7 separate regions of the Mus musculus genome follow, and all the other regions are linked to region 6. The links are chromatin contacts, called in public Hi-C, promoter capture Hi-C and targeted proximity ligation maps. All regions are on one chromosome and are shown on one strand. The core of a region is the stretch at or near the end of the contact, and the rest is flanking DNA. Distances in the headings are between cores, read along the strand shown.

Region 1 (3,738 bases), core at 1,143-3,642, 320 kb before region 6:
ACACTTAACACTCTGACCAATGAAACGCCTGGACATCCTCTCCCCTGCCTCCTCAGACCCAAACTGCCTCCCAAATCGAAGGCAACTTCCACCAGGATCAGACCTCATCAATCTCACTCCTTTCTGCTCCCTTGGCCCCCACCCCTGCTGATGTTCAGCCCCTAGTGCCAGAAGGCAAGGCGTAAGGAGTTGACAGACAGCACACCAAGACAGGCATTCACGACTTCCATAACCAGGTAGCCAACTAGAAACACCCCCAATCTGAAGAAGGTAAATTTCAGGAAAGCGATGACAGAAGGCAGGCCTCAGAACACTGAAAATAAACTTCCCGTCAGAAACCAGCCTTCTGTCTTTTTTATGTGTGTAGCGCTGAACTCGGTCCTGTCTGAAGGTGAAATGAAACATCCGAGAAGCACCTGCCCGGATTCTCTCAGCTCCCCAGGTCAATAGCATCCTCCACCCCGACTGTTAGCCCGGCAGTCAAAAAGGATCAAGCATTATCCAGAATCCGTTAGATGGACCAGGACACCGGGGCCACCAAAGGAAGACAGTTGGAGTGTGGGTTTAAAATCCGGGCAGAGGCAGCGCTGCTACCACTGATGTGCCCTTGACAAGTCGCCTATGATCACTCAGACCCCTCATTCTCTGGACGAACCGCGTCCAGAGCTACGCAGATGCCCCTGCAGGCCTTACCCTTTAACACCCCCACGCGGTGAGGACACGCGGGGTCTCAGAATAGTCGCGAGCCAGGGGCTGTTACACCGCCTGGGAAGGAAGGGGCTCGCTCCTCCGGGAAGGGGGGTCCCACCTGTTATGCCGTTGGGGGTCATCGAGGGGCCGTGCTGAAGGGAATCCCAAAGCCGCGGACTCTTGGCCCCGCTGCGATCAGGCCAGGAGGTACCAACTGTCACTCTGCCGCCCAGGGTTGTGGGGGTGGGGCTGTGATTTTGGGGGTCCACCCCTAAGCACTACGGGACCTCTGGCTGGCTTCCACCTGGAAAGGTCCTCAGTCCCGGGCTCTCAGGCCCCGCTACCGTCCGCTCGCCTCAATGTGACACCAGGCAGCCTTCCAGCCCGCACGCAGCACCTCGGAAAGGTGCCCACGGACGCCTCCTCCTTCCTCCCCGCCCAAGTTGGCGGGGGAGCCCCGCCGGCGGCCCGCCCCCTCGGAGCCGGGATCGCGGCCGCCAGAGCGCTCCCCCGCGCCCACCCCCACGAGCGGCCGCGGGGGACCGCACGCCAGGTACGCGCGACACCGCGCGGTATGCGCTCACGCCCCCTCGCCCCGGCTGCCCGCCCGCCGTCAACCGAGGTCAGGCCTGGCCCGAGAGACTCGGGTCAGATCCAGCCGCTCGCGACCCGGAGGCCGGCCCTCCACCCCCGCCCCGCGACTCACTTGCACGCGAGTCGTGGCAGCCGCCGGAATTCTTTCCACGCGCCGAGCCCCGCGCCGCGGAACGAAACCGGGGCAGGGCGGCGTGCGGACTCTGCACCCGATCCCGCTCTCCCGTCCGCGTGCCAGGCTCCCGGGACGAGCAGCCCGCCCGAACCGGCTCTCCCTGCTCCCGTCCAGCCGGCAGCCCGCCGCCGCTGCTCCGGCCGCCGCCGAGCTGGCGAGAAGGCTTCTGACTTGGAACCTCGGGCTGCCGAGCATGCCCAGTCCGCGGCGGAGCCGGGTCGGCTTCCCGCGCGACGCCAGTCCGTTCCTCCGGGTGTTCCCGGCGGCCAGGGGGCGGGGACCGCGGACGCTCGACCAGGGACCCAGCTGAGTCCCGCAGGACAGCTGGCCGTGGGGTGTGCTGGGGGTGGGGACGGGGGGGGGGGGGAGTCCTTTTTGTTTCTAGAAACGGGAACTGGAGATGCGGTTCCCTTTCGCCCCCACCACCCCCCAACCACGAGAAGAGAAAGATGGTGGGTTTCATCCTCCGGGATCAGAAGCCCTATTAGGAGCCAGCCCGAGAGTTGTGCGGCAAAAGGCGGCTAGAAGGTTGGGGACACAAACTCAGCCTTGGTGAAACTACCTACGGGGACAGCTGTTGGCGAACTACACTGGCATTTTCTTTCCCACCAAGCCCAAGAGCTGCGACACTTGTGACTCCCTTATGATTGATCATTTAAAATGGATGAACCTCAAACTCTTCGGGACATTTTTCCGAAGCTCTAATCCTTAAAACCACCATCTCCCCCCCCCCCCCCCCCCCAAATCAGGGGTCTGCAGGCTTCCTAAATCGCGCAGCCCCAGGCAGCGTGAAGGCCCAGGAGTTCTCGGGAAGAACCGGGCCCTCCCCCCTAGTCCGTCCGGGCCCCACCTCCCGCCGCCTCTCGGAGCTGCGGCGAAAACCTGGAGAGCGCCGCACCAGGGCCGGAGCACTGCGCATGCCCAATGGCCCCACGGGGTGCGGGTCGCCGGCAGATCTCCAGCTCGGGCAGTGGAACCCGGTACCAGGACGGTGATCTCGCGGCAGAGACAGCAGCCTCCAGTAGCTCCGGCCTTCTGGGCCGACCGCTCGTACCACCGTGGCATGGGTCGCCCGGGACGCGCTACCCTGCAGGGTCTGGTCTGGGGGCGGGGAGGGGGGAACGGCCGTGCCTGCGAGACACGTGACTGTCCGCGGAGCTCCGGGGCAGCCATCTTCAGCTCTCCGGGGCCGTAGACGAAGAAGGGTCCGGGATCCGGGCAGACTCTAGTCCATTTGCCTCCCCACCAGGCACAGGCCCCCGCCCTCACCTGCATGCAGTCCGCCAGTCTACAGCGGGGGTACAGCGAGGGTACTGCGACGCCGGTGACACCGGGAGGACCGGCTGTCTCCAGAGCCAGAACCTAACGGCTAAGAATTGGAGAGCCGCTCTCTTGGAGCTGATGGCTTCTGCTTTTCCCCAGGGGCGGAAGTTGGGAAGAGGAGTTCCCGTTCCTAAGGCGCTGGCATCGCTCCTCCTGCTGCTTCCCTGTTCTGACCCATTCCCGGCGACGGAGGATGAAGGTGGCGAAAGATGTTTGGACAGCCGTCGCTCTCCTCCATGCTTTTCTCCTGCTGCTGGTTAGCTTGGATGGTGATGGTGTCACCTGGGGTCCTGGAATCTCTGGGCCCGCATCCTCATTACCCGAGAATTCGTTAGAACGACACATTCACGACCACACCTAAACCTACAGAATCAGAAACGCCACTAGTGGGGTCGGTCCTGAAACCTGGTTAACAAGCTCCCAAGGTGAATCTGATGGCCGCTTTCCCTAAGCAGTAGAGACCCTTTTTCGTGTATGGTGCTGAAAATTTAGCGTCCTCTGTCCCCAAATACAGTGAAAAATCGGATTTAAAATGTGTCTGCTCCTGTGTGAGCTCTTAAAGGTCTTGTCCTCTCCTGCACCTCCGGCCTCTTCACCTTAGGACACTATGCTATCGCACTTCTCAGGGAGATAAGAAAGGGTGGCCTGACGCATACTGCTTTTAAATGACAACCCACTAACCTGCTCTATTTGAGTGTCAACCAAGAGCAAGGGAGTGGCTGAGATTATAGTAGCCCCGCTGGTTATTTTCATCAGTTTGCACCTAAGAGGGAAAAAAAGGAGGCTTGCTGTCTTGAAGTAAGTACTGGACAGCCGCTGGCTCTTTGCAGTGTTACTTTGCATTTGCTGTAACCAAGGTCAAAGCAAGCGAGCTGCTGCCTGGCAGGTCATGGAATCCAGACTTTAAAATTCTCCCTCCCCACCCCACACACACTTGTTACAAGTGTGTCCCAGGC
Region 2 (3,459 bases), core at 164-2,663, 370 kb after region 6:
CAACGCAATGCCAAGGACATCCAAATAGACAATTTTAGCTCATTATCTACTTCTGGTTCATGAAAAAAAATGTGGTTATAAAATGTTAGTTTCAGTCTTCAATAAGTAACTAGACTTTGAGATATTAACCCTTGTAATTGATGCCCAGCCTAACTAATCATGTGTCTCTGGATACAGTTGGAGGGTTTCAGTTATCTGAGACTCAGGAAGTCTTCGCTTCAGCTGGGACTTCAAATTATGTTTTCAGAACACAAAGAACACTTGATAAAGTTGGAGGAAAATATTTTTCAAAAATATGTCACCAGGCAGCTTGGGAGCAATTTCACAGAACCATCCGACAGGGTATGAATGTAACCTTTGATCTCCGAAGTGAAGGTCAACCAATTTGTTTTTACTGGAGATATCTTATAATCAATTTGATGTCTGGGTAAATCAGTTTCTAAAGAAGAGGCTGTGTTTGCAGATAAGTGATACTTTCACCCTCCCAGTTTTAGCCATTTAACCCTCTCATCTCTGAATTAAAGTCCACTGCTCTTCTTAACTTTTTTCTTTTCTTTTGTGTATGGTAGAGAAGAGGCATCTATCTTAAAACACAGCATTTTAAGAAGGGAAAGATACTAGACTATTGTCCAAAGGTTAAAACCAAACCAAACCCAAAACCCAAACCAAAACTGATGTTTTAAGTTATTTTTTTTCCTTCTAAAAGACGACTATACAAAATATATTGCTTATTACATTTTTGTTTTTATTATATTTTAATCTGCCAGTATATCTAAAGTCTTTCTGGTGGACAACAACAGTTAAGTCATGATAAGCAAAGGATAGAACATAAACTAAACAAAAATTACAGACTAAGTTTAATAAATAAAACTTTATTGGTACAGGACTATGCCCATTCTTTCAGATATTATCCCTGCTTTCTAGCTTCTGACTAGTCGCAACAAGATGTACATTCCACAAAGCATAGCTGTTACTCTTTGGCTCTTTACAAAATAATGCCAACTCCAGGTCTTAACCAAAAGAGACTTGGAAAGGTTTTGGAAATAAATCCTTACCCCATACACTGCAATGGCTTGAGGGTAAAGGAAAGCATAGACGGATTTTAACCCAAATATTCATTTGTAGGAAGAGTCTTAGACTGGCATCAAGAGGATAGAAGGAACAATTATTTGGGAGGCACTGTAGTGACTGTAGCGAGACAAATAACTAAATTTATTCCTTGGATTCTGTAACAGCCTATCTAATAAAAATATGCCCCAGTGGAGATGGACCCCGAACTCTCAGCTAAAGTTGGCCACTGGGGAATACAAGCTCTTTCTCTGCAACAGATGTGTGGCTTAAAGTTCACCAGGAGTGCACTGCAGAGAGAGCACAGCACATCTTGTTCTGTCAGGGGATCAGCACTGGCCTGTAAATAGAATAACTAATTTAGTTACAGGACATAGGCAAACTGTGGGAGGAAGAGAAGGGCTAGGACTGAGGACAGGACTCAGCTTAACCATTTCTGGGTAAGGGTCTACTTTTTAAATAACAAGAGAAGTTAAATGCACTTTGGATCTGTCTTTTGCCAGTCATCCCAGCTGGCTAGCTGCCAGCAAGCCAACCTACAAAGGTGGTCACTGCAAATGTATTTAATTTCAGGCATGGATGCTCAACATACCTTGAAATTGCCCCACATGAAGAACTCCCAGTCCTACCCTTCCCTTCTCTTAGGAAGGAAGTACCTGCACTGTAACCATACACTTCCACCACCTACCTCTCTGACTTAAACTCTTGAGCATTCTTTCTGGATTTTTATTTCTCCCTTAGAAGAAGAAAAGCAGAGACTTTTGTCATGTAGTCTACTTTCTATGGGACATTGCTTTATCAGGGTTAGGGCGACAAGTCAGTTGGTAAAGTTCTTGGTGTGCAAGCATGAGGTCCTGAGTTCAAACCCCAGCACCCATAAAAAAAGCTAGGTGTGGTGGTGAGCACTTGAGAGGCCAGTGCTGGGGAGGCAGAGGCGGACTAATCCCCAGGGCTTGGTGAGCAGCTGCTCTAGTCTAATGGAGCCTCAGATCTATTGAGGGACATTGTCTCAAGAACCAGGTGGATGGCTCTTGAGGAATGACACTTGAGATTGACCTCTGGCCACCACATGCATGCATGTACACACACACACACACACACACACACACACACACACACACACACACAATTGTTTTATTATCTTAGAGACTTTCTTCCACACTGGGTCTTTCCATTTTGTAAAATTAAGTATAGAATGGAAAAATATTTTTTTCTTAACCCTGCTACTCTCTTTTGCTATGTCCCTAGCTTTGATGTTTGCTAGCAAGGGTAGAACTAAGTTATGCTGTAATAACAAATGATTTTTACATCTCATGATATGTTCAATGGACAATATTTATCTGTTCTGTGCATATGTTTCAATCTTTTGCTTTTCTCATCTAAGTGGAGGATCTCCTCCTGAACCATTGTGGGGGTTAGGGCGGAGGAGGAGGAAGAAGAAGAAGAGGAGGAAGAAGAGAAGAAAGAAGTCAGGGAGAAAAGGGGGATGAACAATGGAGGAGAAGAAGGAGAGAGGAAGAAGAAACAGAGAGAAAGAAGAGATTAAAGATCAAAGTGCAGGCTTTTCACCACTTTGGTCCAGAAAACTTCAGACTTATAACTGAACAGCAGCATGGCCCCTCCTCAAATGTAAGGGCCTTGAGAAATGGCATCTGCCTCTTAACTGGAGGACGAATGATCGGCATTAGTGATAGAGCCTTACTTAATTCAACTACACTCCTTTGAGCCACTCTCCATGTCACTTACCTTCCTGTCAGCTTGCCTATTTTTAGAACAGAGCTCTTGTTACCACCTGAAAGTGCCTTTGGTTTCATTTTTGTCTTGTATCACGGTGTCCTGGTGGTTGGTTATCTAGCCCTGTTATCTCTGCTCCTTCAGTTTTGGTTCCTTTGTAAAACCTGACCCACATGCTATCATTGATCTCTCTGAATTGCCTTCTTGGTCTGTGCTGTGTTGGATAGGTGTCACCTCAAGGCTCACCCATGAATGGCTTGGTATCCAGCCTTTATGCTATAAGAAGATGGTGGAACTTCTGAGAGGTGCAGGTGGAAGGCTTCAGGCCTTTAAGGGATTTTCTTCCCTTTTTGTTTTTTCTCTCTCTGGCCATGGGTTTGATGGTTTTACTCCACCTTGATGTAGCAGGCATGGTGGCGGCCGACAGAGTCAACTGATCCCAGCCTGAAACCTCGTACACAATGAGCCAAAGTCAACTGCTCTACTCAGAAGAGCATCGGTTACGGGGAGAAGCTGACCAAGGCATTGGAAGCCTGCCTCCGTCCCTTTATGCTTCTTTCCCCAGCATCCCTCACTAACGTCTCTTGCTTTTCTTCCTGGCTAATAGAGCTAGCCAGGTGGCCCAGGCTATCCTCGCATCTCTCCGTGTGCTCTTTC
Region 3 (3,619 bases), core at 150-2,649, 450 kb after region 6:
AGTTTGCTTCCTAGAACCATAATTGTCCTGGAGTTTTGCAATCCTTAACTCACCTTTGCAATGGATGAGAATCTAAGGTCTCTTAGAGCCAGAAAGGAGGGGGTCAGTTATAAATAGATCTCTGTGACTTACACCAAGTAAGGGACTAAAAATGGGGAAGGGAGGGGAAAAGAAATGGAGGGTGGAAGCAGGGAGGGAGGAGGGAGGAAGAAAAGAGAGAGAATAAGCATTAGACTATCATGATACAAAGAAGTCCAGCCACAGATGACAGCAAGGGAAGGGTGGAGTAAGGAACTGGAGAACTGAAATGGAGCCTCTGTTGTAGTCTTCTGACTGTGGCAGTAGGTCAGAGGGCATAGCAGTAGCCCTCTCCAGGGACAGGGACAGAATAGTTCCTGTGATCTTGTCCCATACTCTAGCAACATCCTACTTTTCTGTGAAACAGAATTACTGACTGTTCCTCAAGTGCACGCTTAACTCTGGAAAAGTTTGTGCAGTTGTTGGAACACTGCTACTCTCATGGCCTTTTCCTGTCTAAGTTCAACATCTTGCAATATTCCGCTAAAATTCTGTTTTAAGAAGCTGTTTCTTATGGTTTCTTCTGCAAGTTGTCTCTGTATTTTCAAATAGCACTTTGCATATCTTTTGTGTCATACTGTACTTCAATGTGACTCTATGCAGAGTGGTTATTCTTTCTGATTGACTATATGGAAACTTGCTGAAGGATGACAGTGCCTCAGAATCCATTACAGTGACTAACACACAGTTAGACCTCAACAGATGTTGAATGAAAACATGGATTTATATTACCAATTTTCAATGTAGTATAATTAGATGTTATTAACTGAACTTGTTAGTTGTATAGCATAACACTGATATTTAGTCTAAATAGATCACATAGACATCATTTTCAAGAAATATTGCTGGAATAGGACCTACTTCTAGTGTGTCCATACCCATGTAACAGCACCTACCATCCAGTATTAATTCTGGGTTCAGATTAATATGCATACATGTAATATATGACTTTTGTTCTCATTAGACATTTAAACATTTCCTATGAAGTATTACCATTTAAAGTAATTTAGTAATTTTGAGTAAGTGTGATAATGGCTAAGGGCAGGGTGAGTCCCAGCAGTGTTGGAGAAAAAAATGACTTCATTAAATGTACATGTGTTCAAACATTTAATAGTTCATATATTATGGAATTTTGTGAAAAGAGGAGATATTTAACTGTATAAAGTTAAATTAAACTGTGACTGTACATTCCTAAATTAAGGATGAGATTTCTCAGAATGATATTTTAACATGCTTCATCAAAGGAACTGAAGTGAGTGGCCAGCTACATGGAAGATGACTCAGTGGAATGTTTGAAAATGACACTTGCCAGCCTTCCTGTTGTTGCTAGATTGACTCATGCCCTAGTTGATATCGTCTAGTATGCAAAAAATTCTATGAACAGATGATGTATAAGCAAGAGTGGTTTGTACCCATAATTTTATGCCAGGCAATGTTGGTTCAGGGCACAGACATGTTAAATAATCAAACACCAAAAAGTGTACAGGCTAGTTTCGGAGAGTAGCAAAAATCAGGGGAAGTTTCAAGCTTAAAAAGTGACAAGGTGACTAAGACAGAGGTCTACTGCTGTCACATGTCCTATTCTGATGCTGTTCAACAGTTCCTTGTAGGTGTCTTAGTCAGGGTTTCTATTCCTATACAAACATCATGACCAAGAAGCAAGTTGGAGAGGAAAGGGTTTATTCAGCTTACACTTCCATACTGCTGTTCATCACCAAAGGAAGTCAGGACTGGAACTCAAGCAGGTCAGGAAGCAGGAACTGATGCAGAGGCCATGGAGGGATGTTACTTACTGGCTTGCTTCCCCTGGATTTCTTAGCTTGCTTTCTTATAGAACCCAAGACTGCCATTCCAGGGATGGCACGATCCACAGTGGACCCTCTCCCACCCTTGATCACTAATTGAGAAAATACCTTAGAGCTGGATCTCATGGAGGCATTTCCTTAAGGAAGGCTCCTTTCTCTGTGATAACTCCAGCTTGTGTCAAGTTGACACACAAAACAAGTCAGTACATAGGCCCTGGTTAAGTGTCAAAGCCCCTGACACCAAATCAGTTCTGAAACATCCCAGTTTGGAACTACTTATATATATGAAACGAGAAGAGAGAAATTCTCAAAAGAGAAGAGAATTAAATAAATGAAAGGAAGAGGGGTTTGCTGAGAGGTAATGAAGAAGCACTGGCAGTGGCTACAGCTCTATAGCCCTCTGTGGCACCTCTTCCTGTCCTTACCACCATGGTCAGTGATGATGGAGAAGTTGCTTTGTGCAGTGTCTGCACTGCGTGTTTCATGGATTTCTCAGTGTTCATTTTTCATAACTCTATGGGGTAAGTTTTCCTATTGTTTTGCCTCAATGAAGACGCTGATGCTAAAAGTTGCAATCTCTTTGACCAATGTCATTCTGACTTCAGAGTTTTAAGACCATAACTGTAACACATTATTATAAATGTAGAAATCATAAAGCACAAGTGAAGAAGAAAAGCCACAATACACGTGATAAGATAATGAAGAGAATGTGATTTTATTATGGAGATAAACATGTAGTAAACATGTAGTATGATAAATAAAATTAACATTTATAGTTTAAAGCACTTATGCTAGAAAGCTACATATTTACAGCTGTGATGTGAGCTAGCCAGTGTCTTTCAGGGGTGATAGATTTAAATTGCTTTCAGAACTAGCTTATGAGTAACCTTAAACAAAGCTATAGATTTTATTTAAAAATTATTAAAATTATAAAGTTCTCAATCTACTTCATTAAAATGATCAAATGGCTTTTTTAAAGTATCAAATGAAATGTCTAATTTCAGAGATTCAATCCAACAGATGATAACGTGAATATGTGACATGCTTGGAACATGTAATAGATTGGATCTTAAATGTCCTCCAAAGAGCCATGTGTTAAAAGGATTGAGCCTCAGAATGGTCTTGCTCGGAGGTGGCAGACACTTTAAGATATTAGGTTATGAGGTGACCAGAGATGTGCTGTTGGAGAGGACTTTGAGTCCCCAGCACACCCCCCTTCCTCTGTACTCTCTGGGATTAAGTGGTTTGTTCTGACACATGCTCTTGCCAGGACATGATGCTCACCCTGAATCTAAAACAGTAAAACTAATCTGTCTTGCACCGGACTCTCAACAGCTGTAAAAGATAATCTTTTCTCCTTGTAAGTTGATTCTGTGTGGAATCTTGTTCTAGACATGAAAAGCTGATATAAAGAAAGGCCCAGTCTATTTGAAAAGTGGATGTGGCTTGTCTAGGCAACTCACTACTCTGAAGGGAAAAAACCAAACCAAACCAAACCAAAAAAAAAAAAAAAAAAAAAAAAACAGTCCTTAAAGATGACACCACCTTGCATCTTAACTTACTAAAAAGAAGAAATTACCTCACTGAAGATGATATTCTCCAGATACATCTATTTACCTAAGAATTTCATAAATTATTTTTTTAATTGCTGAGTAGTACTCCATTGTGTAAATGTACCACATTTTCTGTATCCATTCCTCTGTTGAGAGACATCTGGGTTCTTTCCAGCTTCTGGC
Region 4 (3,848 bases), core at 644-3,143, 490 kb after region 6:
CCGACCCACCCATCCACTTCCCTCTCCCTGCCCTCACATTCCCCTACACTGGGGCATTGGGCATTCACAGAACCAAGGGCCTCCCCTCCCACTGATGCCAGATAAGGCTATCCTCTGCTACGTATGCTGGAGCCATGTGTACTCTTTGGTTGGTAGTTTAGTCCCTGGGAGATCTGGGGGGTCTGGTTGGTTGATATTATTGTATATTTTTCAATATTCTTATTTCACGTTTCCGGAAAACTACAAATTGGAGAGGTTTAATCATGGGGACTCGTCTCGGTGAAGCTGGAATTCTCACTTTTAGACATGGACATATTATTGTCACCTCAATCACCCTGATGATGGAGTTCCAGAATGAACTCAGACACTGACTTTTCTCAGGCATTGAGGATTATTTTACACTCAGAAGGAAATGCTATCACTTTCTCCAGGCAACACTGTCTGCCTTTTTAGGAAGCTTTACCTCCTTAATAAACAAATGCCCATCTGACATTAGCCCCATTAAATTAAAAATAAAATGAAGGGCCTCTGTCCTATTAATTTAATGCACCTTTCAAGTTATGGCTTGATACTGAGTTATGTTTACTGCTTTCTGAAAGAGAAGAGGTGAGAGCTGAAGTTCAAGAAATTAAGCTCATTTCCCCAAATTGTCCATTTGTGGAATTAAAACCACAACCAAACGATCTTTAAATTAAGAAAACTGAAAACAAAGCAATCAATAAACCAAACAAAGTCGTGAGCTACTGAGTACACATGAAGGCTTGAAATGCTTTCTTTCAAATCTAAAACTAAAGGGTCAAGCAGGTCGACAGCCAAATTGGATCTCACCTCCACCATATTTGTACATTTAGCTAAAGTTTAAACAAACTGACAAGTGGTAAATCCCTTTGGGTAGCCCTTTGAAAAGGTAATTGGTATCTACAGAGAAAAAGCAACTAACCGTAAACACCTTGTCTGATGGGGTGTGGGAGGTAAGACTTCTGACTGAAACAATCTAATTCTCAACAGACTCACTTATCAAAAACGTCAGCTTTAAGATGGGAAGATTCTGATTTCTGAAATACAGGTCAGACCTAAAAACAGCCCTGTTTTGCTTGAAAGAAATTTCTTGGGCTAAAGCAATTAACTTTGAAGGATGTCAGTTGTGTAGGTAAATGTGTACATATATTCCAGAAAGGAAAATAATAATTATCAAGTGTCAAGGTATAGAAAAAAGATACATGAAGCCTAGGAGTGGTGGTGCACACCTTTAATCCTAGAACCCTGGAGGCAGAGGCAGGCAGATAATTGAGTTTGAGGCCATTGTAATCTACGTAGTAAGTTTCAGGACAGCTTAGGGTTACATAATGAGGCCCTGTCTCATTATGGGGGGCGGGGGGAGACCCACAACCATAAAGCAAGCAAGGCTCAAATGAAAGTACATAATCTGTATAATCACCTTTTACTTGAATGCTACCCTCCGCCCACCAGCTTCATCTAACAGTGAGTGAACAGGATTGCACAATATCTTTACTTAGTGCAATATGTACCTTAATAGTACATAATCTTCAATTAATCTATCATTTTATATATGTATACATGATATATATGTATGCATGTAAATTATAAGAGACAATTTAGATTATCACGGGAGTAAAGAGGCTAAAGGGTGAGGAGAGGAGAATTCCTTAATTAGGGACCTGTTCCTACTGTGTGATACTTGCATCTGTGTCTCCATGCACATTTGTGCACATGTGGGTTGACAGGAAAGGAGAGGAGGAGAGGGCAAGAACAGAAGACTTGGGCTGTACATCTGAGCAACATTAAGTAATTTAATTTTCTTAGTCTCCTACTGTGACTCAGGCCTCTAGTTCTGTACTCTATTTTCAAGGGCAGATACTATGTATTCTTCCTGTTTTCTGGTTTTGGTGACAAAATATTCATCCGTTAGGGTTGCTTACTGTATGTCAGGTTCTCATACTGACCTGAAGGACTTAAAGTAGACAGAGGAAGCAGGCTTTCTCATTTCACTCTCATTACTGGCAGAGAGGCAAATTCTAAATTGCAGAGTCACTTTATTTAGAATCTATTTAGAGAGCAAGAAGTAGAGAAAATAAAGCAGTTTCGGGGGCACTTTACAGGTTAGGACAGGGTGGCTGTTTTATGTCACCTGACAGAAATATGTCTCCTCAGTGGATTTGATTTTGATTCCCACTGGAAGCTATTACTGCTTTGCCAGTCTAAGACACACATGACTTGCTTTCTGTTGTAATAACTGTAAGTTTGGGTAAAGAAGACTATAGGCATGTAAGAATGAAATCGGACTAAATGGCTATTACAATTATTACAACAATCTTTGATTTTCTATAACAACAGAGGACACCATAAACTTCCATTTTAGCTAGAATATATGTCTATACATCTAATAGATATAAAATATGCATCTAACATATATGATATTACATGTTCATTCATGTAAGCATATATATATATATATATATATATATATATTTAGACACAAATACATACACTTGATCTTAGCCAAAAGGCCGAGAAGTGATACATACATACATACATACATACATACATACATAGAAATATATAAATAAAATTCTGAGCACTCATTCATTTGGACTGAGATCTTCAAGTAGGCCCTAACGTTTTCATTTGGGTGTCTGCTTTTTTCTTTTTTCTTTTCTTTGTATTTTTTTAAAAATTTTTAATATTTTTATTACGTATTTTCCTCAATTACATTTCCAATGCTATCCCAAAAGTCCCCTATACCCTCCCCACCACTTCCCTACCCACCCATTCCCATTTTTTTGGCCCTGGCGTTCCCCTGTACTGGGGCATATAAAGTTTGTGTGTCCAATGGGCCTCTCTTTCCAGTGATGGCCGACTAGGCCATCTTTTGATACATCTGCCTTTTTCTTTACTGTGTAGTAGTTCCTTACATGAATGCTCTGGGTGTGAATCTTGGAAGTGGAAGGCAAAGGCTTTCCCTCCAGACGCTTTCACCCCTTTAATAAACACTGTGGTTTTGTGTAAAGATTTTCTAAAAATTTATCTTTTTTTTTTTTCAATGATAGCAGTTTTATGTCTCTGGTTATAAGCCTTTACCTAGCATCCTACTTCAAGGTCATGAAACATGAAAATAAAATACTCTGGGATTTTTTTTTTGAAGATTTTAATGAGTTACTGTTCATGAGGCTTGGATATTGTGTTGAAGGTGAAGTCTGATATGGTTACTGGCTTGGGAAGTTGCCACAAGGGAAGGAGATCAATTCAAGGATATGGAGAATGCTACTTCGTTTTATATATCCTAATTAAAGAAGCAATTACTTTATTATTAAATAATCACAACATACAATTATTAACTAGATTACATATAATGTGAGGTAAGAACTATATCTCATGGGCTTTGAATGTCCAGGATCTGTGACTTGTTCTTATGTGGGCATTATTGACTATCAATGAAGACATCCCCATGTTAGAATTGGTAATTTTGTAAGAATATAATATGAAACAAATTACTATGTTGTCAGTATCCTGAGAAACAACAATTACTGTTTTCATAATACTATTCCTTTCTTTCTTCCTAGCTTGGACCTTGGGCAAAACTGTATTAAGTATGTGCTTGTCTGGTCTCCTCTAGGAAGGCAGTCAAGCAACGTCCAATAATGTTCTCCTCTCATGAGTAGCAGAGATTAACATCTTAAGATCAAATTCATGGGCTATGCAACATGCTGGGTGAAAGTGTCTTGTAGTTCATGATGTGTGCCCTGTTTTGCATGGGCTTGGTTCTGTTCCCTACGGTTGTCTTCTTCACCTGGTATTGACATTTTGGGCATGCTAAAGAATACCGTGAT
Region 5 (3,778 bases), core at 1,147-3,646, 470 kb after region 6:
GGATTTTAAAAAGTTCATCCTCTTAACATCCTTTCAGCTTTAATTTTCTAGAAGTCTGCAGAATGAGGTAGCATTTTCTTTATCCATTCCTCTGTTGGAATACATGTAGATTTTTTTATTAATAAAGAAATATTTGTAGGAGAATGGATGCAACCAAGGATAGTCATAGTAAGTGACTTAAGTCAGCCTCAGAAGGACAGATATTATGTGCTTTCTCTCATTGGTGGGTTTTGGATTTTACATAGATTCATAAAACCATCTATGTAGTATTACATGAAAGTAGAATTGAACTGTCTAGGGAATGAGGGAACTATTGTGGGTGTATATTAAGAAAAGGGGAGGGGCAAAGAAAAGGAGGCTATGTACAAAGTATAGTCTAGACTTCTATAAAGTGTTTTATATAACTTGGTACCATAGGAAATTGACCTATGCCAGTGGAACACAGACACACATATGCATACATACATTCACAAAGGCACACATATATGTGTAATTAGGTCCTAGTTGTTATAACAGTTGGGGTAGGGGAACTCATCCTTTCTCTGACTGTTCTATTCAGTCCCCAGTGAGGAAGTTTCTGGTCCATGGGGACAGCATGACGCATACGTTCATCTGGATTTTCTCAATCCTTTATCTTTCCTTGGGATTTTAATCTTAACCTCCAGACCACTTCTGAGGTCAACTGAGCTATTTTCTATTATGGTGAGTAAAAGCACTACATTGTTTACAAATGCCTTGGTTTATTGTCATCCCATTTACTACTTAGAATAGTTGTTGATATACCAGATACTTCATTTATATACTAAAAATGGATAGAAAATTCACAAGTTCTGTGAAGCCATATGTAAGAGGCAATAGCTAAAATAACAAGTTATCGTCATGATTTGTGGTATGGATCTCAGTGTACTTCACAGGGGGAGGAGAATTAGGCTTCTGGAATCCTTCACTTCCTATGATGGGGCTGTGATGGCAGTGGAGTAGGAGGGGCTTAACTGCTGTGTGTGCTGGGGACTTAATGAATTTGAATCTGAGAGAAGGGTGGAGAGAGAATTAGAAAGAAGGCTTGGTGTCATACGCTGAACTTTTAGGGATGCACTTTAAAATTCACAATTTTCAGTATACAAACGATAGGAAATACAGACTAGAGATGAAAAGAAGGGTCCAGTTTCCAGATTTCAGTCAGTCTCAGTATGGTACAGGGTAGGAGGTGGGGGCACTAAATCTCTATGGGGAGTATTTATTAGGCCCTATTGGACAGAAATTTTTATTTTTTATCAGGAAAGTATACACTAAAGACAAAGTTCAAGCTGATGTCATGTTTTTACTTATTTCTCAACTTTAGCCCACACATCACCACCCCCACCACCATCATAAATTATAGGGTTGTTGTAAGGATTAAATAAAAAAAAGCATCTAGAGTTTAGCACACTGTCTGGTTCAGAGACTATTATAGTAAGATGATGAGTATGCACTTTAAAAGAGTAAACAACATCTCTGTGTGTGTGTGTGTGTGTGTCTGTCTGTCTGTGTGTCTGTCTGTCTCTCTCCCCCTCTCTGTATGTGGTTTCTGTTTGAGCACATGTGTTTTTGTGCATGCATGGGGAGTCCAGGTGTCAACATTAGGTATTATTTCTTATGTTCTATCCCCATTTCAGTGCATAAAATTTAAACTACATATCCTCAAAATTCCACTGGAATAAAAGAAAGACCAGATGGAATACTATTAAGAGTTTGTTTACAAGGAATCCGAGCTTTTAATTTTCTCTATAGGGATATATTCAAATAATCCTGGTTAGATATAAGCTCTAGTGGAGTGGAATATTGGGTGTCTCTTCCATCTAGACACTTAGAACAATGTATGGCTTACATCAACAGTGCAATAGAGTTCCCATAAGTATATGTATGACTAGTGAATTACTTATAGAGTCATAAATAATTTTGGGAGCTGAAGAATACAGATATTCCTATCCTTGTAAAGACCAGTTCCCTAATGGTTTATAGACTTTGATCTTTAACCTTAAAAAGTGACATATAATTTTTAAAAAACAATTAGAATATTATAGACCACATAATAAAATCATGGTCATAACATAGAATCATTTTGAAAATGATCACTTTGCTCTAGTATATTAAAGGTCTTTGTAGAAAAGGATCTAAGAGATTTGTGACAGTAAGACACTAATAGTCTAATATATAATAACTCTTAGCCAATATATGGGGCATAAACCTTCTAATAGTCAATTTTCTTTAAGACTTGGAAATATCTTTGGCCTCATTCTTTTTTCTTTTTTGTATTATCTGGAAGCGATCATATTTCACTGGACATCCCATGCTCTGTGAGAACCTCCCTCTATTCTATTTGGTAGTAAGTTGGAGCCATCTTTGATCACTGAACCATGCCTTGCTCAACCAAAACAGGCCGCCTTTCACAGGCCCACATATGAGGACGAGAGAAGTGCTTTACATTGAGGCCAAGACCAGTGAAAATGGTTGGATTTCCTGTGTTTCTTTCTTCATTTCACTCACCCCAATTTTCTGGCCTTTTATTTCAGATGGCAGTGCTATCAGCTGTAGTGTATTTGCCCACTCAACATCAGATTGCATAAACCTCAGGGTGCTATATGAGCCATGGGTTCTGTATACTCTTAAATTTTTGAGAAATGCCAATTAATTGCTCTGACTAGTATTCAAGTATAACTTTTAAAATGATGTACTTTGGCAAAGAATGGGCTTCAATGAAAGCATTTTATATTTCATATCAGCAATAACCAAGTTATATTTTTCTTTTTCTTCTCTCATTATTTGGCTCAATTTCATTAATTAACTCTTAACTGACTAGCATGCTATTGAGAAATACTTTATGCTAAGCACCAACTACAGACAGATCCACCTATGGGCCCATAAAAATTTGAAGATAAATTAGATATTAAGCAAAGATCTCACGGACATATGTATAGTTATAGTTACTTTTCTTGTAGCTATAATAAAATATCTTTAAAAAGGGACAAAGGGTTTATTTTGGCTCACATTTCAGGTACAACAGCAGGGAAGTCAAGATGGCATGAGCTTGAAAGTAGCTGCTCACATTGTATCCACATGTGCTCACATCACATTTTCCTTTTATATAGTCAAGGATCCTAGCCTAGGGAATGGTGACACCCACAATGAGCCAGTCATCTCATTTCAAGTAATCTAATAAGGATAATCATGTACAGGCATGCTCAGATATATGTCACCCAGGTAGATATCATCAAGTTGGCAATTGAGATTACTCACAATTACTGAAAATACAGGCTGCTATTTAAGAGTACTGAGGGAAACTGAATTAAATAGAGAATATATAAATGGCTTCTGTCCAGAAATGGTGATGCAATCCTAATCCTAGTACTGGGTAGTACTAGTACTGCCAAAGGCAGAATAATTACTGAAAGTTCAAGGCCAACCTAAGTCTACCTTGTGAGTTCCAGTACAGCCAAGACTATATAGTGAGACCCTGTCACAACAACAACAACAACAACAACAACAACAACAACAACAACAGCAGCAGCAGCAGCAGCAGCAGCAGCAGCAACAGTAAAGAAAAGAAAACAAATAAGAAGAAATGGCCTCTGTAGAAGGAGCAATTGAACTTTGACAGTCTACAAAGGAAATTATTGAAATGGGAAAATTCACAACTGGTTAAAAAGTATGTGACAGGACAGCTAGACTGGCTAAGAGTGACGAACTGGCGAGGTAGGCACATGCCGAGGCAGACAAACTACGGTCTTGATACCAAATA
Region 6 (3,728 bases), core at 640-3,139:
ATAATTCTAAAGTACATAAAACATCTCTGCCTCCAAAAACCAAGAGTTTAAATCAGCATGTTGAAATTGCCATCTACAGGGCAGTCACTGAATTACAAGATAAATCAGGGCTATAGGCTATTCCTAAAGCATATTTCCTTAACGTCATGAAGACACTAACAGATTTTGTTTTTGTTTATGGAGAAAAGGTTTCTCCACGTAGTCCTAGATGTCCTGGAACTCACTCTGTAGACACAGCTATCCTCAAACTCAGAGATCCACCTGCCCCTGCCTCCCAAGTGCTGGGATTAAAGCTGTATATCACCATACCTGATGACAGTAATAATTTTTTACTCCTATCAAAACACCACCAGGGCTGGAGAGATGGCTCAGCGGTTAAGAACACTAACTCCTCTTCCAGAGGTCCTGAGTTCAAATCTGAGCATCCACAAGGTGGCTCACAATCATCTGTAATTAGACCTGATGTCCTCTTCTGGTGTGTCTAAAGATAGCTACAGTGTACTTAAATATAATAAATCTTTAAAAAAAAAAAACACCACCAACAGACAAATCTCTTGCTTACATATCTTCCCATTCCAATATTAACATTGACTCTAGGCAGATTTAAGACTACTCTGGGTCTAGGCAGAGGTTGATGGTGGTAGCAGCAGCTAAATTTGAGTGAAGAGGTAGCCCACAGAATGGGAGGATATCTTTGTCAACTGACTGACTGAGGATTAATATCCAGAATATATAAAGAACTCCAAAAACTGTGGCTGACACCTTTAATCTTGGCACCTGGGACGTAGAGGCAAGCAGATCTCCAAATTGGAGACCAGCCTGGTCTTCAGAGTTCCAGGACAGCCAGGGCTACGCAGAGAAGACTTATCTCAAAAAACAAAAAAACAAAACCAAAAACAAAACAAAAAAAAAAAAGACCACTGCTCATCATATCCAAAAGTGACTTCGAAATCCTGAAATGAAACGGAAACGTTCTGCTGTGTGGACAGTGAATGGAAATATTTTATACAGTCTCCACAGATGAGGTACATACCCATCTATCATTCATAAAGCACTGATATATCTGCAAATTGGCTGCAAATGTGGAGAATGTATTTCAATTTTGCATAGACGCTAATTTTAACAAAATATACACATTGCTGTATATCACTAAGAAACACCACTAGACCGGTGTTAATTCAGAATTATCTTTAAACGCATATCATTTTAAATCTTTTCCTGTTTAGCTCTGGTTTCAGTGTGGATACCCTATCTCTGAGCAACTACTAACGTTTTTACTGCAGTATTCCCTAAGTCACTGCAGTGTGCTCCAAATGGTCTCTCAACTCAAAGTCCCAGCAATTCTGTGCCTATCAAGGCCCTACAGTCGCAGACTGTGACAATGAATTCCTGCCAGGCTTCGCGGAGAGGGCAGGTCATTATTAACATCAGCATGTTCTGGGAAAGCATGGCCAGCACTGAAGAAACACCTCCGCCTTTGCACAAAGAGGGAGGAGGAGAGGGGCCGGCACGAGCGGACCGGCTCCTTCCAGCCGCCTTCTTACAAGCCTAGCCCTGAGGTCGCCCTGAGCGCCCCCGATCCTCCAATGACCAGGCCGCCTACAAGAGATGTCCTTGCGGGCAGCCGGAGTCTCCCGCCAGCGCTGAGACCTGAGGGCTCGCGCCCGGCCGGGCGCCAAGGCGAGGCCCCGGACGCCCTTGGAGGTTAATCCGCTGGATCCGGGGCGGCGCTCAAGTGTGACCGACGCGGAGGCAGGTGACTACCGGGCTGGTCTCCCCAGGTGAGCGCCAGGCCCTGGGGGACCGGGAGGGATGGGGGACGCACCTGGCCCGGCCCCGCGGGAACCCGCTACTCACCCAGAGGCAGGACCAGAGACGATGGGAGAGCCGTAGCCCGGCCTCGCACAGGAAAGAAACGCGGCCGGGGAGAGAACGCTTCCGGGGGCTGGAGCCCCGCCCCCCACCGCACGGAGCATGCGCGATCCCTGCCGAGCCGGTGGCGTGCCAGCCAAGGCATGGCGACGCAGTGCGGGGCGAGCTACTTTCCCCAACCTACACCTTAGTACCCGCTGGGCCGATAACATTCAGAAAGGTAGATAGGATGAACAGGGTGCTCCCCAAAGGGCTCTGAGTTCAACTTGAGAGACTCAGAAACTGAATTGGGAAAGACGCTTGACACATGAAATCCCTTGCTACTCTGGAGCTGTACGCAACCCTGACAGAGGAGCCTTTTACAGAAGGCAAAGAAATGCTTCCCTGGTTTGATAAACTTCCACCACCACCACCACCCCCCATCCCCGCAGCAAGTCCTCATGATGCTGCTCAGACGCGCATGGCCTCACCATCTGCCTTTCGGTTTCTAGGGTGAGCTCACCCTCCTCCCCCATCTCTGTACTGATGACACCTGGAGGCGGCGCCTGAGAATCCACTGAACGCTTGAGCAGCCAGGCAGACCAGGGAGGTCTGGCAGTTGGGTCAGAATAGGGCATCTGGTGACAGGTTTTGCATATTGATGACTTTTTTTTTTAACCCCTTCCTCTTGCGAAGTGAGGGACGTGACACCAAGATTCCAAGGAACCGTATCTGAAAGCCAGCCCCTTCTGAATGTATATACACTACTAAGGAACAAGAATAAGTAGACACACTGCCCATAAACAAAAGGAGCATCATCACTTCAAATAAAGGCAGTGGGACTATGAAGGAATAAGACAGACTTCTTAAGACCTTTTTATATTCCTGGAGGAGGCAGTTTGTTTCGCTCTGTTTTCAGGATTATCTTTTAAGGCTAAAGAATTCTACAGCCAAGCTGGGATTGGTGTCACATGCCTGTTTTCCTAGCATTTGGGGTGGCTATGCAAGGAGGATTGCTTTATACCCTGGACCACATAAGTAACACACTGCTTCCTCCCTCTGCTGACAGTTATATTAGTAAATGATGTTGTTAATAGCTGTGGAGAGACACAGCCCAGAAGTGCTGCCAGAGCCTGGAAAGTTCCTTGTTAAAGGACTTTACTGGAGTTCGATAGAAGAACACAATAGATGGAATGAATCAATATTAAAAAGAGTTTGGTTTTTTTGTTTTAATTTTAGACTGGTTTACCCAGCACAGTCTTGAATGGTCCAACAATGGCTGTCCTGGTAGCTTCGCAGTGCTGGAGGTAACATGCCTCAGCAGTCCAACAAGACCACAAGGCTTTAAGGATTCCTGGAGAGCCACGACTAGTCTTTAGTCTGTGGAAGAACCTGGATTCTGATCTCAGTGGATGAGGCCAGAGGCAGCAACATCAACAATGGCAGAAACACTAGGTAACTCACCAGCACGTGACAAAGCAAGCAAACTGAATACAAATCCCTGGGATTCCCTTATGTGTAGGCCAATATCTGGGCTGCCCAAGTTTAGAATGAGCCTATCAGTTAGCCTAGTCAAGAGAATCCCTCACAAGTATTCCTAGTAGCTTCTAGACCTTGTCAGTTCTGTTCGTTGACAGTACCACCATCACTGTCACTGGGTCCTCCCCTCAGGTAAAGTCAGATCCTTGGCTATGCATCATCATGATCAACAACAACAACAACAACACACACAAAGAGTTAAGACAAAGTGGGTTTATTAAGTAAAGATAGGTGATAACACTTCTGGTCTAAGCTTGGGGACATGGGAGGTTTATAAGATAGTACAAATGATCAAGATAAATGTGGCTGCTTCTTTCCTTTCCAGTGGATTGCCTATC
Region 7 (3,725 bases), core at 1,143-3,642, 390 kb after region 6:
ATATATGAACACATAAAACAAGCCACTGGTTGAAAGAGACAATGTGTAGTTGTGAAAGCACCAACAGGGTTTTTACTTTTTTTTTTAAAGGGGAGGTTTGAATCTCATCTCTAAAGGAGTCCTCTAATCTGTGTAAGTCTTTGCAGCAAAATAATGAGGAGGATGGCTGGCCATCCCAGGTTCTTGTAAGAACTGAATCACATGATGTGTGGACAACTGCCTGGATTAGTGTCAGAAACAGAACAAGTACTTAGACACGATGTGCGTGACGAGAAAACACAAACACACCGATTTGGCAAATGATAAACTCACATGTGCAAGTTTCTTACCGGGGCATCCAGTGTCAACATAATTAAAGGAAATCTCATTTTCCTTGAAGCTCTGCTTGCTAGCTGAACTTTTCAGCTCTGCACAAGTCCCTCTCCTAATCCATCTGTATCTTCATTGTTTTAGACAAAGGACGATTAGTCGCAGGCTGGGCTCTCGGAGTGTTGAGATATGGATTAAGAATACTCCGTTCAGTGATGTTGAATGACCAATTGAATATTTTTGGTGAGTATATTTTGCATTTTCCTCAAAGTTAAATCTTTGGATCTGAATGTCATCTTGTCTGTCTGCTCAGCATTAATTCTGCAATACTGGGACCAGCACATTGATGTTTTAAATCATAAGAAGAATCTGCTTTTATTTAATATCTTTGTCCCTCTATGAACTGTGGGGGAAAGGGAGTTGTCAAGCCTGTGTTCAAACCAAAATTTGCCAAAAAATCCTTTAAAGTAATAATCTTTAGGCAAGACCAGTAGCACTCTCTTGTTTCATTTCAGTGTGTGTGTGTGTGTGTGTGTGTGTGTGTGTGTGTGTGTGTGTATCTTTCCTGTGTTTCCTGCTCCCACCTGAACTGCACAGTAATTAAAAATCACGTCATCTCTCCAGTTGTGCATCAGGGCTACATGCATGTCACTTGGCCACTCTGCTATCTAAATCAGGTGTTGGGGGTGGGGTGGGGAATCAAGGTTAGTGTGAACAGCTGGCATCTGCGTCCGGCCAGGCCAGCTGAACTTCAGCCTGAAGCTTGGCCCAAGCCCAGACTGATAAAGCCTTAGCTTAGCTCTAGATTTCTACAGAATTAGTGTGCAGAATGTAAAGACATGAAGACCAGCTCCATCTGCTGTGCATGTCTCTTGAGGCCATTGGGGGCTTAACTTGCTTTGGGGGAGAAGACAGTAGAGTGGAGTGGGGTGAACCCGGGGGTATCTTTGCCTCTGGCCTGTTTCAACCTATCCATCAAAATGCTGACCTATATTCCAGTGACACATATTAGATCCAAGCAGGACAAACTACCCAGGGTGTCCTCCCCCCTCCCACTTAGGCAAGGGGGCAGCCACATCTGTTCTTTCTCCTCAGGCTCCAGATGTGAGCTGTGAGGGGCAGAAGGAAGGTTGTTAAGAGGCAAGTCCGGTGCAGCAGGAACAGCACTGCATTCTCAGGAAAGCAGCAGTAAGCAGTGGGGTGAAAGAAAGAAAGATAGGTTTTCGGATCCCCAGATCTCCCCCCCCCCCCAAGCCATTGTTTTTAAAATGCTTTCCTGTATTTCTGTAGAGTGGGCAGATGGCAAGATCCTGGAAGTGTAAAACAGCTACAAGAAACAAGATGATTCAGACAGAAGGAGTATGAATAAATCCTGGCTGGTCATCTCATTATTAATCAAGATACCACCACCCACCCTCTACCGCCTTGTAAGTGTGTGCGGGTACAAACACACACACACACACACACACACACACACACACTCACTTGCTTGCATCTGTGCATACATGCATCTCCCTCTATTGCTGACTGCCTTATACCCCTGAAGTAGACTCTCTCACTGAACCAGTGCCGATTTTGTTTTTTGCCTAGGCCGTGGGCTAAAAAGCCACTGTAATTCTCTCTCTTGTCTCTGTCTTCCCTGCCTCAGTGCTGGAATTACAGGCCCACTTGGGTACATTCAGTTTTTTATGTGTGTGCTGGAGATCTGAACTCAGATCCTCACATTCAGGAAATAAGTGTTCCTACCCACCAAGCCTTCTCCTGAGCCTATCTTTAAGTTTTCATGCCTTGTTTCATTTTTAGAAGGGTGCAGTGTACAGTCAGAGCTCTGTTTGAGGCTTTGGATAGGAAAAAAAAAGGCACCATTTTTACATTTTACTTATTTTGTGAATTGGCTCATTTGGAAGATGTGGGGATGAGACCACTCATTGTCAGTAGAGGAAGAAAGAGAAAATGGAACTCCTATGGAGGACGCCAGAGCCGAGAGTCAGGGCCACAACCAAAAGCCAGGGATGGTGCCCTCTAAAGCACAGGAACTGTGCCTAAGAGAGATATTTTCAAGTGGGCCTGTGGTTTACCACAGTGTCCTCGTGATCAGTATAGTGGTCAGATGTCAGGCGTAACTGAAAGTAAGTTCGTTTTCCCACAGTGGGGAGAGAGAGAGGGAGAGAGAGAGGGAGAGAGAGAGGGAGGGAGAGAGGAAGGGAGAGAGAGAGAGAGAGAGAGAGAGAGAGAGAGAGAGAGAGAGAGAGAGAAGCAAAAAAGAAGAAAACATTTGCTCATATGAAACGAATACTTTTCCATTTTAGAGCTGGGCTGGCGCAGGCTTGAAAAAAACGTACCATCACCCGTGTGATGTTTCTGAAGAAAGCCGGAGAAGCAGCAACAGTTGGTGCCTTTGATTAGCAGAACATTTCAATCCCCACCCCATCTTTTCTCCAAATAGTCGTTCACAATGCGAGTGCTCAGCCCCACTGTTTGCTCGGTTCAATAGATCTGGGGGCAAGGGTTATGCCTTCCTGTTACCATGGGGCTGGCAGAGAGAACTGGAGGCCAGTGATCTTAGTCTGAGCTTCAGGATCATGGCTAGCTCCCTACAACTGTCCCCAGATGTTCCCAATTCAACCTGCAGTGCAGATTACGTAATCATCTCTTCACGACGCATGAGCATAGGGGGAACTCTGGGCTCCAAAGAGTTAAATTGTCATCTGCAATGGAATAAATGGTTTAACCACAAATTCATCCTGTGCTCGCCTACTTATGTGTTACCCTGGGTGCATGCATTTCCCCCTTTCAGATATTATTATCTTTTATGATATCATATCTTAAAATGGCTCCTCTGTCATTTAGGAGCAAGGTCTCCTAGGTTCACCACCAGAAATGGAGCTGAGTGCTTTCTGTATTCACATATGTCACATAAGCCCTGGGAATACAGGGTGACAGTGTACCACTCACTGCCTGGAAGACAGGAAGCTGCATATTCTAGGCAGCCCTGCATCCCACCTTGGATGCCTTTTCTTTCTGTCCTGATCCTTAGCAAAACCAAGCATCCGAACCTGATCTTTCCATCTCCCTGAGCTGGGACTACCTTGAGCATCCAGTGTGAAATTTCCTGCTGACATTGTTTTGGCTGGATTGCTAGCTACATGTGGGAGAATTTAGCTCAAACAGCACAAAGCTAATAGCATGCCTCTGTGCAGTCAAAGGGAGATCAGTAGAAAAAAGGTGACGTCATGGATATTTCAGGGACTTCAGGTCTGCTGTGCAAAGCGGCTTCTTCACTACACATAAGTCAGAACCTGGAATTGAGACAAAAAACAACTCTCCCTTCTCATAAATAGCTGCTCCGGGACTCAAAAATATTCTAAATGCAATGGTTCAGATATGGTCCCTTTTCCTTGGAGATCCATCTGATT

The links. Promoter capture Hi-C pulls out the DNA fragments that hold promoters and counts their contacts. Hi-C and Micro-C count contacts between places; a contact is called where the count stands out from the background.
Region 1: a contact with region 6 is called in a Hi-C map of erythroblasts, with 3 times the contacts expected there. A contact is called at or near these places in 7 of 484 Hi-C or Micro-C datasets (the G1E-ER4 cell line, embryonic stem cells, erythroblasts and 2 more) and 7 of 130 datasets of targeted methods (the NIH/3T3 cell line, bone marrow-derived macrophages, embryonic limb bud and 4 more).
Region 2: a promoter capture Hi-C map of liver shows a contact between it and region 6. A contact is called at or near these places in 5 of 39 promoter capture datasets (the 3T3-L1 cell line, the C10 cell line, liver and 1 more), 7 of 484 Hi-C or Micro-C datasets (bone marrow-derived macrophages, embryonic stem cells, erythroblasts and 3 more), 14 of 130 datasets of targeted methods (the 230-238 cell line, acute myeloid leukemia, bone marrow-derived macrophages and 8 more) and 2 of 9 other capture datasets (embryonic stem cells and liver).
Region 3: a targeted proximity ligation map of bone marrow-derived macrophages shows a contact between it and region 6, with 11 times the contacts expected there. A contact is called at or near these places in 4 of 39 promoter capture datasets (the C10 cell line, the HPC-7 cell line, cranial neural crest and 1 more), 2 of 484 Hi-C or Micro-C datasets (bone marrow-derived macrophages and embryonic stem cells), 22 of 130 datasets of targeted methods (the 230-238 cell line, CD8 T cells, acute myeloid leukemia and 11 more) and 1 of 9 other capture datasets (embryonic stem cells).
Region 4: a contact with region 6 is called in a promoter capture Hi-C map of hematopoietic stem and progenitor cells. A contact is called at or near these places in 10 of 39 promoter capture datasets (the C10 cell line, the HPC-7 cell line, cranial neural crest and 7 more), 4 of 484 Hi-C or Micro-C datasets (bone marrow-derived macrophages, microglia, muscle stem cells and 1 more), 25 of 130 datasets of targeted methods (the 230-238 cell line, the NIH/3T3 cell line, T-cell acute lymphoblastic leukemia and 18 more) and 2 of 9 other capture datasets (adipose tissue and pancreatic islet).
Region 5: a contact with region 6 is called in a targeted proximity ligation map of pro-B cells, with 4 times the contacts expected there. A contact is called at or near these places in 7 of 39 promoter capture datasets (the C10 cell line, the HPC-7 cell line, cranial neural crest and 4 more), 3 of 484 Hi-C or Micro-C datasets (bone marrow-derived macrophages and embryonic stem cells), 23 of 130 datasets of targeted methods (T-cell acute lymphoblastic leukemia, acute myeloid leukemia, bone marrow-derived macrophages and 12 more) and 2 of 9 other capture datasets (adipose tissue and embryonic stem cells).
Region 7: a Hi-C map of bone marrow-derived macrophages shows a contact between it and region 6, with 34 read pairs. A contact is called at or near these places in 10 of 39 promoter capture datasets (the C10 cell line, the HPC-7 cell line, embryonic stem cells and 4 more), 34 of 484 Hi-C or Micro-C datasets (B cells, the C10 cell line, CD4 T cells and 22 more), 31 of 130 datasets of targeted methods (the 230-238 cell line, DN3 thymocytes, the NIH/3T3 cell line and 20 more) and 1 of 9 other capture datasets (liver).

What each region holds. Positions count from the first base shown.
Region 1 is chr19:32,386,824-32,390,561 of GRCm38.p6, forward strand. 2700046G09Rik (RIKEN cDNA 2700046G09 gene) reads left to right here and starts at 2,393. Exons shown (of 2, transcript NR_033198.1): 1 at 2,393-2,553; 2 at 2,882-3,738. It overlaps Sgms1 (sphingomyelin synthase 1), which reads right to left and starts at 1,689. Exons shown (of 10, transcript NM_144792.5): 1 at 1,397-1,689.
Region 2 is chr19:33,078,803-33,082,261 of GRCm38.p6, forward strand. No RefSeq gene overlaps it. Among named protein-coding and RNA genes, the nearest start is that of Gm29863, 5.2 kb to the right of the region's middle.
Region 3 is chr19:33,158,707-33,162,325 of GRCm38.p6, forward strand. It overlaps the pseudogene Rnls. Among named protein-coding and RNA genes, the nearest start is that of Mir3970, 3.4 kb to the left of the region's middle.
Region 4 is chr19:33,203,673-33,207,520 of GRCm38.p6, forward strand. It overlaps the pseudogene Rnls and the pseudogene LOC115489056. Among named protein-coding and RNA genes, the nearest start is that of Mir3970, 48 kb to the left of the region's middle.
Region 5 is chr19:33,183,990-33,187,767 of GRCm38.p6, forward strand. It overlaps the pseudogene Rnls. Among named protein-coding and RNA genes, the nearest start is that of Mir3970, 29 kb to the left of the region's middle.
Region 6 is chr19:32,710,409-32,714,136 of GRCm38.p6, forward strand. It overlaps Atad1 (ATPase family, AAA domain containing 1), which reads right to left and starts at 1,890. Exons shown (of 10, transcript NM_026487.3): 1 at 1,858-1,890.
Region 7 is chr19:33,099,134-33,102,858 of GRCm38.p6, forward strand. Gm29863 (a long non-coding RNA gene) reads left to right here. Exons shown (of 5, transcript XR_386659.2): 3 at 454-552; 4 at 1,600-1,736; 5 at 2,619-3,028. Among named protein-coding and RNA genes, the nearest start is that of Gm29863, 15 kb to the left of the region's middle.